2 separate regions of the Mus musculus genome follow, and region 1 is linked to region 2. The links are chromatin contacts, called in public HiChIP or PLAC-seq maps. All regions are on one chromosome and are shown on one strand. The core of a region is the stretch at or near the end of the contact, and the rest is flanking DNA. Distances in the headings are between cores, read along the strand shown.

What was found. HiChIP or PLAC-seq counts read pairs in DNA pulled down with a chosen protein or histone mark.
Region 1: a contact with region 2 is called in an H3K4me3 HiChIP or PLAC-seq map of the SCID.adh cell line, with 10 read pairs. The contact joins two enhancer-like sites. A contact is called at or near these places in 3 of 484 Hi-C or Micro-C datasets (the HPC-7 cell line and embryonic stem cells), 9 of 115 datasets of contacts at active chromatin or transcription factors (the SCID.adh cell line, embryonic basal ganglia, embryonic forebrain and 2 more) and 1 of 9 other capture datasets (embryonic stem cells).

What each region holds. Positions count from the first base shown.
Region 1 is chr4:45,764,459-45,771,832 of GRCm38.p6, reverse strand. No RefSeq gene overlaps it. Among named protein-coding and RNA genes, the nearest start is that of Gm12409, 3.9 kb to the right of the region's middle. Within about 2 kb of position 4,627, at least 13 of the 459 cell types and tissues checked have an H3K27ac peak or open chromatin away from gene starts, as enhancers often do. A contact at or near this core is called in the SCID.adh cell line, where this site is marked.
Region 2 is chr4:45,572,605-45,579,096 of GRCm38.p6, reverse strand. No RefSeq gene overlaps it. Among named protein-coding and RNA genes, the nearest start is that of Gm22055, 27 kb to the right of the region's middle. Within about 2 kb of position 5,011, at least 7 of the 459 cell types and tissues checked have an H3K27ac peak or open chromatin away from gene starts, as enhancers often do. A contact at or near this core is called in the SCID.adh cell line, where this site is marked.

The sequences.
Region 1 (7,374 bases), core at 3,378-5,877, 190 kb before region 2:
CTCTGAACACAAAGCTGGGCATCCTCGGGCCTCCCAAACACTTAAGCAAACAGGACAAAGACTTCTGTACACACAGGAGCTCACACCCAGGCACTGGGGACACAGACTCCCAGACCCAGAGCACCCACTTCCACATAAGTCTGCACATCTCTCTATGTGCATAGACACCCTAGAACATATGCAGACAAATGTATGCATGAACACAGTCAGGTACAGCACACATTCACAACTGTGAATAGTACACACACACACACACACACACACACACACACACCAGCCCAGATTTATACATAGCCAATTACCTATTGGCAGACAATCACAGCCACGTGTAAAATGTCATAAACACACATTCAGATGCAGAGATGCGATTATGCACGGGAAGAGCCGCAGACAGACACGCATGTCTAAATAGCAACACACCCAGCCAGGTAAGGACTCCTTGCCCAGGCCTTTGTTATCTCACTTTGGTGGAAAATGCAGTCCCTCGAGGGCATGGCTAATGTTGTGCTGTTTTCTAAGAAAAACAATGGAAATGTCAACTTCTTAATCCCAACGGAAACTGTACTATTCGTTAAATGTTAATGAAGGGCATTTTTGAGGACAAGCTGTCTCTTAAAAGGAAGGATAGCCCTGCTCTGACAAGGAGGAAACCCCAGCTACAGTTCTACAAACACCTTATTAACATATGGAAAGCTCCGAGACGCTCTAAAGCGCCTTTGGTTCCTACAAAGAATTTCTGAAGCAAATTCAACAGAAAAACATGGATGGGGGAGAAATGGCGTAAAGTTGAAGAACAAAAAAATCCAAACAAACCCCTCTTTCTTAGGGGTGATAAAGAAAGGTGGAGATGACTGTCAGGTGGCCAGGTCTGGAAATTTGCCTTTGTAAAAACAAAATGGTTAAAGGAAGGAAAATGTGAAAGGCAAGAGGAAAAAGGGCCCATAAAGACAGCTGCTTCCATGAAGCGGCAGAGCTAAGAACACACAACCAGGAAAGCACAGCCCTTGGGGCCACCCAGTCCTGCTGTGCAGCTCAGAGGGCGGGGTCTCTGGTGCAGGGGAGGTCAGGGGTAGGTGGGGACTGACCGGGCAGTGTCTCCCAGACGTAAGCTGCCCACTGCTGCATCTTTTCCACAGACCCCCTCAAGAGGTAGGATACAGGGACCTGGGGTCTGGCTCAGGAGACACAGATCTATGCAACCCCTATGTTGAGTGGCACTGGCAGCTCCCTGGACCCTGGTCTTCTCATGTGTGCCTCGAGAAAATGCCCTCTCTAACCACTTAATGTCCTCCTCTTCCGGACACTTGCTCACATAAGCTTCCATCTCGCGTCTCGCTGTCTCCTGTGACCAGAATCATTGAAAGTGGCTCTGTGAGTGCATTTAACCAAGTGCTGGCTGCAGCCTGCAGCCCATCGGCTCCATCCCACTGAACAATAGCTCAGGAAGAGATAAAAGGCATTCATCAGACAGCCAGGCCCAATTATCATGTCACACTGAATGAATGTATTTTAAAATCTTTTCTGACAAGAAAATGTTCCAAGTAGGTACCTTCAAATTAGCTGGAAAATCCAGAAAATTTGCTATTAGACCTTTTTTTTAAGAATCTTTATTCCCCCCTACTGTTCCGAAGGAATTCCTTGGGTGTTAATAATTCCTTCTAAGAGTCTGCCCCTGTGCCTCCCGCTGGGACTGGAATATTCTAACTGCCTGCCCCACTCCCCAGAAGCCACTACAGGGACAATGTAAACTGTGGCTCTGGTGTGAATCACTTGTCCATCAGCTACCTTCAAGTGTCAGGTGCAATTCAGTTCTGTTCTGCCAGCACTCCCAGACCTCTGTTTATCGTCCATTAGCCCTGCCAGAGTGGAGTCCACCCGGGTGACCTTGAAGGGAGACCTCCACCTAAGGCCACATTTTCAAACAGCAAGTTGATTTTGAAACCAAATCTGACTGCTTATCTGTGTGACCTTGAACAAGTGACTTCACTTCTGAGTCCCTTTTTTTTTTTTTTTGCTTTACCTCTAAAAGTCAGGAGATGTCACCAAATTCCTGACACACTACACTGTAGTGAGGAGGGACCTTTTCCTGGAGACGCAGAGGCTTTCCCTCTGGCCCACAGTGTGATCAGGACTGGCATGTCAGGCTGGTTTTGTGGCTGGGGGGTGTGAGTTCCTCACAGCACATAACTATTCATCTTTATTACTAGAATCCTGTAGCAGGTGGCTCTCTGGGCTGAGAGGAGAGTTCTCTGTCCTAATGAGAAACTGCAGCTTGCAGGAGTTCAAGATTTGGAGAAGGGAGAACAGGTGCTCGGTGGGTGGGAAATTGAACTGTGGAGTCAGTTTGTAAATGAGAATAAAGTGGCTTGCTTCACCCCAACCCCTTCATGGTTTTTGCTTGCCTGCTCGATGTGGTGTTTGTTTGTTTTCACAACAAAGTCTCCTGTAGGCTGGCCTTGAGCTTACTATGCAGCCCAGGGTGACCTTGGCTTTTGATCTTGCATCATCGGACATGCCAAGCTTATGTGGCACTGGGGAACACAAACCCAAGGCGTTCGTGTTTGTCCGTGTGTTTGATGCCTGCTTGGCAAGCACCCGGCCCACTACACTGCAACTCCAGCCTTTATTCAGGGGACAGGCAGTTGTTAGGGTCCTCGTTTGCAGTGGCAAAACCGCAGGGTCTGCTGAGCCGTGTGTCCCGCTCTGGGAAGAACAAAACATCCTCCTCCGTTACAGGACCGACTGCGTGGAGCACCATGCTTTCTCTACACCTCTCTTTGTCTGTTTCACTCTGACAATTAACAGGAGACGTTTCAGCTCTTCTGCCAGCACCCAGGGACGTGGAGCACAGACAGCAGAACCCTGCTAGGAAGACACCGCACATTTCCACAGTCCTGCCTTCCCTCGAACAGCCAAGGGAGGCTTCAGGCCAGGAGGTGACCTCCGACTCCCCTGCATTTTCTGAGTTTCATAGCAGTATGTCCAGCTGACCCATGTAGATATCCCTGGCTGGCTGGAAGCATGGGGATTACCTAGTGTATAGAGATCTGTTTTCTAGCGTCTCTCATAGCCGATGTGCTAGGTCCATGGGGTCTTCAGAGGTGCTTGCTGCCCTTCACAGTCCACAAGGGACGCCAAATGAATGTATAGGTCACGTATAGAACTCATCTGCCCTGTCACAGATAGGGAAACTAATGCCTAAAGATGAGTTTCCCTTCCACTGATGGCTACGTCATGGCAGAGCCCATGAGACAAACAGACACACAAAGACATTGATGTCATCCATGTGGCTTTTGAAAGACAGGCAGGAGAGGATGGGAGTTGCATCTGGCCAGTGGGAAAAGCCTGGGAAAGACCATGCTTAGGAACACGGGAGACTTTTAGCTGGATTCAGCTAGGATGAAGGAGTGTGAGAGCCGGAGGAGCAGCCAAGGCAGTCAAGGTAGGCTGTGCAATGAGCTGAAGAGGCGTGGCACCACGTGACTGTTGAGAGAATGGGAAATAGCAGGAGGGCAGGGTTAAGAGTTTGATCATCATGGAAAGCTAAGTGTTGGATGAAGTTCACAGACAAGTCAGTCCATCTAACACCGAGTGAGATGAGCAAGTCCAGGCTGGGCCCCCTGCCAGAATCTGCATCGTGTGGGAGAGGGGAAATGGAATCTAGGAGGCAGCAATAGGAGATCATCACCCTGGGCCAGGCACAGGCTGCTCCTTCCTGGGCATCTCTCCTCTGAGCGCTTCGAGGCAACACCTTTGAGAGACAGCCGCAGAGGCCCACCGCTGCCAGCTCCTTCCTTATCTCTCTTGTAAACACAGATGTTTTACCGCCTTGTCAAAGGCAAGGCTCTTCCAGCCTACCCTGGGGAGAACAGAAATTTCAACCCCTTCAGCCTGGACACATGCCAGATGAGATCTCTGCCTTACACTCAGAATTGCAGAAATCTCTTCTTTGAAAGCCGAGGAAGGCCACCCCAGGCCTGGCGGCTGTGTGCAGGATAGATGGGATTCGGATAGAAAGCCATCTCCCTCCCTTTGGACCAAAGGTACTGATGGAAGGCTGGGCTGCACAGGGCTGCAAACCTCTGCTGTGAGGGAACTTCTCCAATAACGGGAGTTAATTCCCGAGAGTGCCTTTTGCTCTCCTGTCCGGTGATTTCAGACATTACTGGAGGATCACCCTGCACCTTTTGAAAGCCCTCAATGTCACCAAAGCCGAACTGTAGGGTGTATTCTAGGCTTCAGGCCCTTCCCTGCCACCAGGACCCATTAGTTATCACAGACCTGGTACAGAAAGCCACAGAGCTGCTCCTAGAACATGGACACCCCCATCAAGGACTGTGGAGTCACTTCAGTCATGGGCCATCCATTGTCTGGTTTAATAGCAGCTTCCTGTCACAGTCTAAACAATGTTCCAGAAAAATCCCATTCCTGGGGCCTAGTCAATGGCTGCCTGTTGGCTGTTGGGTGTGGTGGACTCAGCTTGGTGATGAGGTCTCTAGATCCACCTAGTCCATCATCCAGTAGCTTTGGGATACAAGCAGATATCTGATGTCTCTGTACCTCTTCCTCTTTTGTAAAAGCAAGAGGCGTTACATAGATCCTGGGAACCGTTGCCTCTATCCAGTGGTGCCTCTACAAGGCAGAGTCCCCGCCTCCTGAGCCGTAGACCTCCTGTTTCCCAGGAGTCAAACAACCACCCCAAGAAGAGCCAGAGCTAAATGAGATCATTTATGTTAAAAGCTTTGTAACTGGAAATGGTTGGCGTACAGCTTGGTGGGGATCTTGCAGAACCCTTTGAACCAGATGATGGAGTTACATCTATTGGCCAGGGAGTGGCAGCTACAGTCCAGGCCTGAGTTGAATGAGGGAGGAGCTTTGGGTATATGCTGGAGAGGCGGGGGTAAGGGTGGGGGTGAGATCTGAGGCAAGAGTTAGGGTGTAGCGATATCTGCCTATGTTAAGTGAAGACAAATGTCACTGGGCTCCGTCCAGAGGGTGACGGGAAAACATGGAAGGTGTTGGCGTGGGAACATGGCAGAAGCAGAGATATGAATCAGAAAAAGCATCCTGGTAGCTTGTGTGGAGGGCAGAGGGGAGGGTGACAGGCTGAAGAGGCCGACTCATAGTCGGTGAGGTCTAGGTGAGGGGATGAAGAGGCCTCAACAAGGCTCAAGTGACTGGGGTCTGGGTCACTGGGGTCTTGGCTCTCTTGTTTATCTCATACACTACCAGAGGCTTTCTACTGAGGACAAGGCCCAGGAAAAGAGCTTTTCTTGCAAGAACTGGCTGAGCACGGCCCCACCCCCAGCACCTAGAGGCCCAGCTCTGTCTTGGGCCCCGACTTCTTTGAAGTCATCAAACAGATCACCCCAAAGACAAATCACCCCAAGAGCTCATTTGTGCTTGCCACGCTGTGTGAGCGAGTGTTTTTTTTTATCACACCATCTTAATATTATATAACATTTCAAGTCACTTTGTCCCTTTTAAGAGGACAGAGGTCATGGGGTGGGAGTGGGGGTGCCCCCCTCAACTCCTTTGGCCCCTGCTGTGTGAGGCAACAGGGTTGCCTGCACCATGGGATGTTTGAACACACAAGCTGATGTCCCTGAGACCAGAGCTCTTCCGGCCACACTCTTGTCGACGTTCCCTCTGGTCCCCTTCCCCCCCCCCCCCCCCCCCCCCCGCCGGCCCTGTGACGGCTGCAGTCGATATCTGCTTTAATGTGGTTGGTCTCATTAACATGGACTGGATTAAGCGGCCCACATGGGCTTTTCAATTAGGAAGACAAGTTTCTGCCCGTGTTTACAAAGGGATTACGCTCAGCTCGCCTCTCTTTCCTCCTCCCTCCCTCTGCTTCTCTCCTCCTCCCTCCTCCCCACTCCCTTTCTTCCTTCCTCCCCTCCCCTCTCCTCCCCCTCGTTTTCTTTTTATTTCTCCTTCCTTCTCTCTCTCTTCCCTTTTCGCATGGTTCATAAATAAACTGGTTTGCCTCTTTCTCCTTTGGGGCCGTGTGGAAATTAGGGCTGAGATGGGCAGGAGTTTGTTAGCATCATCAAGCCATCCTAGGAGACAGAGACTCCCAGTGCCCAGCCATGCGTGACTGTTGCAACCTGTGCGTGCATGCCTCCAGCCCCCAGCTCACGTAAGGAGCCAGCCCTCTCCACAGGCTCTGACCACAAGAAACATCTTTTCAACGGCGCTATCACCTATTCCAAGTCCCCCTACCCAGCTAGCTTCCCAGAGCCCACCCATGCTAGGGACCACTGCTCTCTAGGATCTTTGCAAGGGAGAGGCAAGTCTCACACTGAGTCCTAGGAGAGCCTCTGAGCTCTCTGTGGGAGAACCCGTTGTTCTCTCTGGCATCCTTGTTTTCTATGCTTCTCTCTGGCATCCAGGCACTCCCCCAGCCCCGCAAGGACACGCGAGTATAGTTTCCCTCACGTTGTGAGGGAGCTTTTGTTCCCTTTCCCTGGATTAAGAATACACCCTAATCATTACTCCACACGGCTTATCCCCCCACCCCCACCCCGCAACGCAGCCCTGCTCGAGAGCTTTGGAGTGTGTGCCACGCGGCAGTGTCCTGGCTCGCTTTGCTGTCGGCCGCGCTGAGCCTCTGCCCTGCCTCTCTCAGGTCCTCACAGCATCTTTGTTTTGTGCCTTTTTCCTGCTACTGGACAATTTCCACGCAATAAATTCCCATTAGTGAGACACCTGCATCATTTATCTTGATTTGGCTTTGGGGACACAATGTTGGTTGTTCCCAGGTAATGTCCACACTGGGCAGGCTGCCATCCCTCTCCCAACCCCCAGGGCAGATCTGACTGCCATCCCTCCCCACCACCCCCTCCAGGGCAGATAACCTCTCCTGGAAGTGCCACCCACACCCGGCATTCTGTGTTTTTGTAGTTTTCCTGAAATAAAGCCATCTCAAGGTTGTTTTAATGCGTCTTTCACTCTTGATTAAAGAAAAACAGAAAAGAAAGTGGAGGAAAACACCTCCTTCCTTGAGTCTGTCACCATCTTTCTCTGGAGAAATTGTCTGTGTTTGCTCATCTACATATTGAAGTATTGATTTTTTTTTTCCTTAAAAACCCCAGGGAGATCTGTGTCTGCTTCTGGTCAGGCATTCCGTTGCACAGTCATTATCGGTGTATTATTTTGTCTTTGTTACTTGATGACAGGTCCTCATCCTGTAGCTCAGGCCGTCCTGAAACTCACAATGTAGCTAGCCCATGTTGGCCTCCAACTCATGGCTATCCTCCTGTCTCCACATCCCAAGTCCCGGGATTACAGGTGTGATCCACCACACCCAGATGGTCACTTTCACCATAATTGTGCTGTTTTTATTTGCTGCCCCTAGGTAGCCACCGCTGA
Region 2 (6,492 bases), core at 3,762-6,261:
CAGGACGGAGATGCTGCAAGACACGGTGGAATCCCGCGGGAAGCTCTGATCTGCCACCGAGGGATTTAGATTGAGGGGCTTTAGAACTTGACCTTAACATTGAGGGGAGTTCCAGGTTGCCTTCTGTGGAAGGCTGAGGGGGAAGAGCCAAGAGCCACGGCTGTGCATGCAGCTGTTCTGACCCTAGCTAACCTTTCTGGTCTTCTTCACTTCATAGTCAGGCCTGACTTTCCTGGGCTGCTGAGACGCTGGTACAGGCCTGTAGCTCCACACAGTCTCACCCTCCTTCATTCCCCAACTCACTCGTCCAATCTCTGAGGCTACGACCTCAGCTTGTGGAAGCTTAGTCAGAACAGGCAGGTCAAAGGTCGTGGGGAGTGGGGGGAGGGGCTCGGGCAGCACTCTGAACCATCTCCACTGTTACACTCTACCCCTGCCATTGGTTGACGAGAGGCTGGGAACTATCCCAGAGCATTGCTGCTGCTGGGGGCGGGGGGGGGGGGGGGAGGCGTTTAGATTAATACAGTGGGGGCTCCCTCCTTCCTTGCCCTCCTGACCACAGAGCTGGGCTAGTGTTGCAGGGTCAGTCAGAGCTCCCTACCCCCAGATGTGCCTAGTGGTCCATAGGAAATGCACTTTCTTTGGTTAGGAGTGGCTCTGATCATGGTCTATCCCCAACCAACAAGAAGAAAGTGGCTACAGGACAGGATGAAGCCACCATCACACTGAGTAAGCAGATAGGGAGTGCTCTCAGGATTTTTCTCATTGCTGTGATAAAAATCCCTGAATCAGTTTACTGAAGAAAAGATTTGTTGTAGTGCATGGTTTGTGAAGGGATACAGCCTATTGTGCCGTGGAAGGCGTGATGGTGTGAGCATGAGGTGGCTGTCACTTTGTGATGGCTGTCAGAAGCAGAGTGGTTAGAAAATGGGAATGAGCCAGGTAAGGGGACACATGCCTTTGATTCCAGCACTCAGGAGGCAGAGGCAGGCAGATCTCAGAGTTCAAGGCCAGCCTGGTCTACAGAGAGAATTCTGGGACAGCCAGGGCTACACAGAGAAACCCTCTCTCAAAACAAAAACAAAAAAATAAAAAAAGAAAGAAAAGGAGAGAGAATGAAGTATAAAAGGTTCAGGTTTTTTAACCCAGTGATCCACTTCCTTCAGTGGCTCCTCTCGTTTGGATTCCACCACCTTCTGGAACAAGCACCATCAACCTCGGACCAAATGTCCCAATGCGTGAGCACGGGGTGAGGCGTGGCTCACATTCAAACCACTGAGGGGGGAGGGGCAGTTGCTAGTATTTCTGGAGCCCCTTGTTCCAGTCTCTGAGGTTTTCCCAGAGTTGGGCTGATTCAATCCTGCCCTATGCAGGGAGGGATCTTTCAGTAAAACCTTTGTGAGTATAATGCTCGGATTTCTTTCTTAGTGGCAAGAATATCCCTGTCTGGTGCCGGCGTCTTCATAAGACGCAGGACTGGAAGGATCAGCCGAAGCTGGACTGAGGGGCTCAGGGGTTATATTACAGGATTAGTATATGAAAAGTCACAGCCTCAGGACGGAGCGCCAGCATCACAGAAGCTCCAAGTTAGAGGGGAAGTGACAGGAGAGGCATTTGCCAGTTGCAAATGCAAAATAAAGCCACCTCCGTCTATCATAGCGGCACGGAGAGGAGGACTGAATAAAGCACTGGTTTTGTTGTGTAGGAAAGAGCGCCCAGGCCTGTGATGGATGAGGAGGTAAAGGAGGGAGGTGGTCGCGTTGGATAAACAGGCGTATCTGAAGCACAGCGAGCGGTGTGGTACCCACGCATTAGTCATTGATACAAATGCGATCTCGGGGGCTTTATAAACAAGCAAGCCTTTACCAGCGCTCACATCTGGCAGGTGATACATCCATCCCGTGTAAATACATCACACAGCATCGATTACCCTGATCAATCTCGGGCATCTATCATTTTCCAGCCTTGCAACCCAATATAGGGAAATTACAAAGAAATAGAATGTCTCGAACGCTCTATGTCAATGGCTCATAGGGAAACAGCAAATGGATTCCTGTTAGACCCTAAGGCATGAAGGGGGCAATTTGCAATATTGTTTTGTTTTGTTTTTTTTTTCCTTAGAATTGAATGAGATCAGAAAGCCGTCCTCAAAATTCCTTTGAAAATGGCCTTTTGAAAGCCATCCTCATCTTTGGAGGGGTGGGGGGAATAGTTATGAGCCACAAGACTATGGACAAGAGGCACTTAGACCAGGAACTGCTGCCATGGATTCAGATACCACAGGGTAGGGCCTAGGGTAAAAGGAGGCAAGCCTGGAAGGGTGGGTGTCAGTCGAGTTAGGTTTGCTCTTACAGGCTAAGGGCCATAATAGGGATTTTCTAAGCAGGAAATGACATGGTCAGAATGGATTTCAAAAAAAAAGCTTTTTTTTTTTTTTTTTTTTCAGAGTTGGGGTTGTAGCTCAGCAAGCAGGGTGCTTGCCTGTCGTGCGTGAGGATCTAGGTTCGATCCCCAGCACTTCCTAAGCCTGGCACAGTGACAGCAATTCTATCACTCAGGAGGTGGAAACAAAAGGGTCAGGAGTTCAAAGCCAGTGTGGACTGTATAAAATCTCGTCTCAAAATTAAGGAATCTTTCTAGGCAGGCTCAGAGGACAGTAAGAAAGACACCAGCGGCCGCTGAGCTCTTAAGTCACAACGGATTCTTCTAAAGTGTTTCTTGTTCTGCCAGGTGTAATGGAGAATGCCTTTAATCCCAGCACACAAAAGGCAGAGGCAGGCAGATCTCTGTGAGTTCAGGGACAGTCTAGACTACACAGTGAGTTCCAAGACAGCCAGACCTAATAATAAGACCCTGTCTCAAATAGGACAGTCAGAAGAGTCTCCCTGGGTCACTAAGAATATTCACTACAAATGTCTACATGCCGGCAGACAGGCTCGGGGAGGTGAAGCAGACGTGAGGCACAGTTGTATTCCCCTTAATGTCCCGAAGAAAGAGTGGGGCTCAGAGATTTTTAAAACACACGTCACACAAGCTCATGAGGGCCCAAGTCTAGACACGAATCTAAGTCTGAAAAAAAGGCTCTCACTCTCTCCTCAGCAAACTCTGGAAAAGGAGCCTGTTGTGTTCGCTCTCTAGTGTTCATTGTTCAGGCAGCAAGTCTACTTGGCTGTTTGGGGTGGGAGTTTGGGGCCTCCTATGTGCTAGGCAAATGCCCTGCCACCGAGCTTCGGCCCCAGCCTCCCTGGCTACTCCTTTGGTTGGCTTACTTTTGAGACAGGATCCCCTTATATCGCAGATTGATGTTGAACTCTGGATCCTCCGGTCTCTGATGCCTGGGGACTGGGACTACAAGTGTGAGCTATGGGTGTGTCTTTGTTAGCCGGTTGATTGGCTGGTTGTGATGCTGAAGATTGGACACAGGGTTTGTTTTTTTTTTTTTTTTTTTTTTTTTTTGCATGTGATAGGTAAGTGTTCTGCGATTGAGCAGCATTTCCAGCCCTAGATGATTCAATGAAATGCAATATATCCCAACGAATGGTCTTTTAGTTTATGGTTAGACAAAGTGAGCTGTAAGCCTGCTTGTTTGCTTGCTTGATATGATTTTAACGTATAGCCCAGGTTAGCCTAAAACGCACAGTCCTTCTGCCTCAACCTCCCCAGTGCACCATCTTGCCCAGCAGACTAACCACATTTTAAAGGGGTCCCAGGAGCCAGATATGATACCTCACACTTGTAACCACAGCATTTATCAGTCGGGAGGGAAGTGAGTTGGAGGCCAGCAACGTGGCAACATTGAGTCTCTAAAAAAGAAATCAGATACGTGAATAAATACGTGGACGGAAGGGCCTGGGAGAGGGGCATTGATGGAGATGGGCAATGAGACCCTTCCTCCCTCCCAGGACGAGGCTCAGCACAGTCAAAATCACTCCCCTCCAGTCCTGTAAGACCCCAGGTCTCTGTGGAGCAGCCCCAGCCTGCCGTGGTAATTTCCGAAGCCAGCACCTGGAAGGCTCACAAATCCTCTGTTCATGCTCAGACATATAAATTGCATTAGCAGAGAGGAGAGCTACGCTTCTTGTGGTGTGCTCGGAGACGCGGCACCGCCATCAAGTATACACCCGTGATAACTCTCAGGCCTGGCCTGACTCCAGGGGAGTCGAGCAGGGGGGTGAGCCTTTCTCAGCCTCTCCAATCTTCTTCAGACAAGTATGAAAGGAGCTGTTTTCTTCCTAATAGGGCCCTGGCTGTGGTGGGGCTGGAGCAGACGGCACACCTCAGGTCCTTTAGTGAGAATGTACAAGTCGACTAAGAGCCTGGGCCTGGATAGTCTGAGGCACATGCACATTACGTATCTCTCCTTGCACACGGCCCAGAGCTGCTCATGTCTTCCCACTTTGAACCCTCCAGCTAGCCGTTCATTAGTATTCCAAAAGCACTGTATTTTTCTCTCCATCTCCGTTTATATCAGGGATCTGCTATTTCAGCTCCTGGTTCTGAAAGATTCAGCTATAAACTGAAAACAGACTTTTAATTCGGTCCCCAAATCCAGACCAGGACAGAAGACGGAGAACGGGGCCAGTGACTTTAAGAGATCTGACAGCAAGTTTAAGCCAGGCCTAGATTCTAATCTCAGTTCCTGCTCTTGCTAGCTGTGTGGTCTTAAGGAAGTCACCGGACTAAGTGAGCCTCATTGCTATGTCAGAGTTGGTGCGTGTGAAAGGAGTGGGGAGGGAGGGAGGAATAGAAGAAGAAAGGGAGAGATTGTACTCTGCACGGGGATGATATGAAGGTATGGGGTGGGCTCTAGAAGTTAGTAGCATCTACATATATGATCGATATAAATCTACCCTAAAGGAATATATTTTGACAGGTGAAAAGCCAGGCTAGGATTATGGGAGAGATTGAATGATAGAGCCAGGGGTATCTTTAAGACAGTGAAACTATTCTGTATGATACAGTGACAATGGGTACAAGTCATAAGAATGTACAACATTCTGATGTAACTATGAGCTTAGTAACAATGTACCAACATCAGCTCTTCAGCTCTTCAGCTCTCACTGACATAATACACAAGATGGACATGGTGGATCTGAGAACCGCCTTCGGAATAGACATAGCAACTCTCTCTTCTTATCAGTCTTTCTTCTGTATTGTCCATTTGGGTGGGTGGATGGTTTTTGCTTGTGGTGTTTGCTGGCTTGCTGGCTTACGAGATACTATGGACTGGCTCCAGGGCTGGTACATCCAAGCCAAGCACACAACTACTGAGCTACATCCTCAACCCCCTGTCAATTTTTCTGATAAAATTAAACCTGCTCTAAAATAAAATTTCAGAAAAAAAAACCATGTCAGAACAGAGCAGAATGTTGGAAAGAATATTTGAATTCTCCATGTAGACAAAGCTGATCCCAAAGTCACAAAGACAATGGCAGCATGATGCTTAGAACCCAGTTTGGAAAGAATGGTGAACCCAGGGTTATCTGTGATTTACCCAAGGGTTGGGGGAGATATATCAATGCCACCACTCTCAGTAATAAGCAGCTGCATCGTCCCCAGTCAGACGTAAAGCAGTAATAAGAACCAAGACAAGAAATGAAGATGTGAATTAGCACCACACAGCAGACTGGAGAGAGGGCGTAGATGCCGATGAGGTCCAGCTGTCTTGGACAGGACCGGTGAGTGAGTGGTTGGTTGATTGATTAGCTGATTGATTGATGGGGAGGGTAGCAGAGGGAGAGGAGTCTGGGGAAGGCTGAGGTTTCTGTTTCCCAGCTCTGTGGGTGGCGGATCCATTCTTTCAGAGATCTGGAATGAAGGAGGACCAGATCTGAAGACACCATGACCTGGCCAGCTGCAACATGCTTGTGAGAGGAGCATCATAGCGTGTGCCCTGGGAAATGAATCCTGGAATCTTTCTGACCTGGCCTTTCAGGACTCGGGGGAGAGATGTTGGTCACCGTCTACAAACTTGAGCCCAAGCATGCGTGCTTAGGGCTAGCATAGGGGCTATATTAGTACTACACTGAGGGTCATGTTCCTGTATCTGCCCCCACTGGACGTTCATAATGGCTGAGGAGTTCTGAAGGTCTTAGTGCTTTATTATAAAGATGAGGGGAAGGTACGGGAGAGATGAATCAGCAGTCAAGAACACTTGGCTTCTCTTACAGAGAACTGGGGTTCAATTCCAGAGTTCGAAACTGACCTGTAAGGGTCAGTTACAAGGGACCCTATGTACTCTTGGACCCTACTTCCTCTGGCACTCAGCACACACCAGAGGCAGATGGATCTCTCTGAGTTGGAAGCTAGCTTGGTCTATATAGGGAGTTCAGGGCCAGCCTGGTCTACAGAGCAAGCTCCAGGACAGCCAGGGCTACACAGAGAAACCCTGACTCGATAACAAAACAAAACAAAGCAAAACAAAACAAACAACAACATGGAAAATATCCAGAAAGACTCTCTTTTTCACATAAACATATTCAGGTAACACAC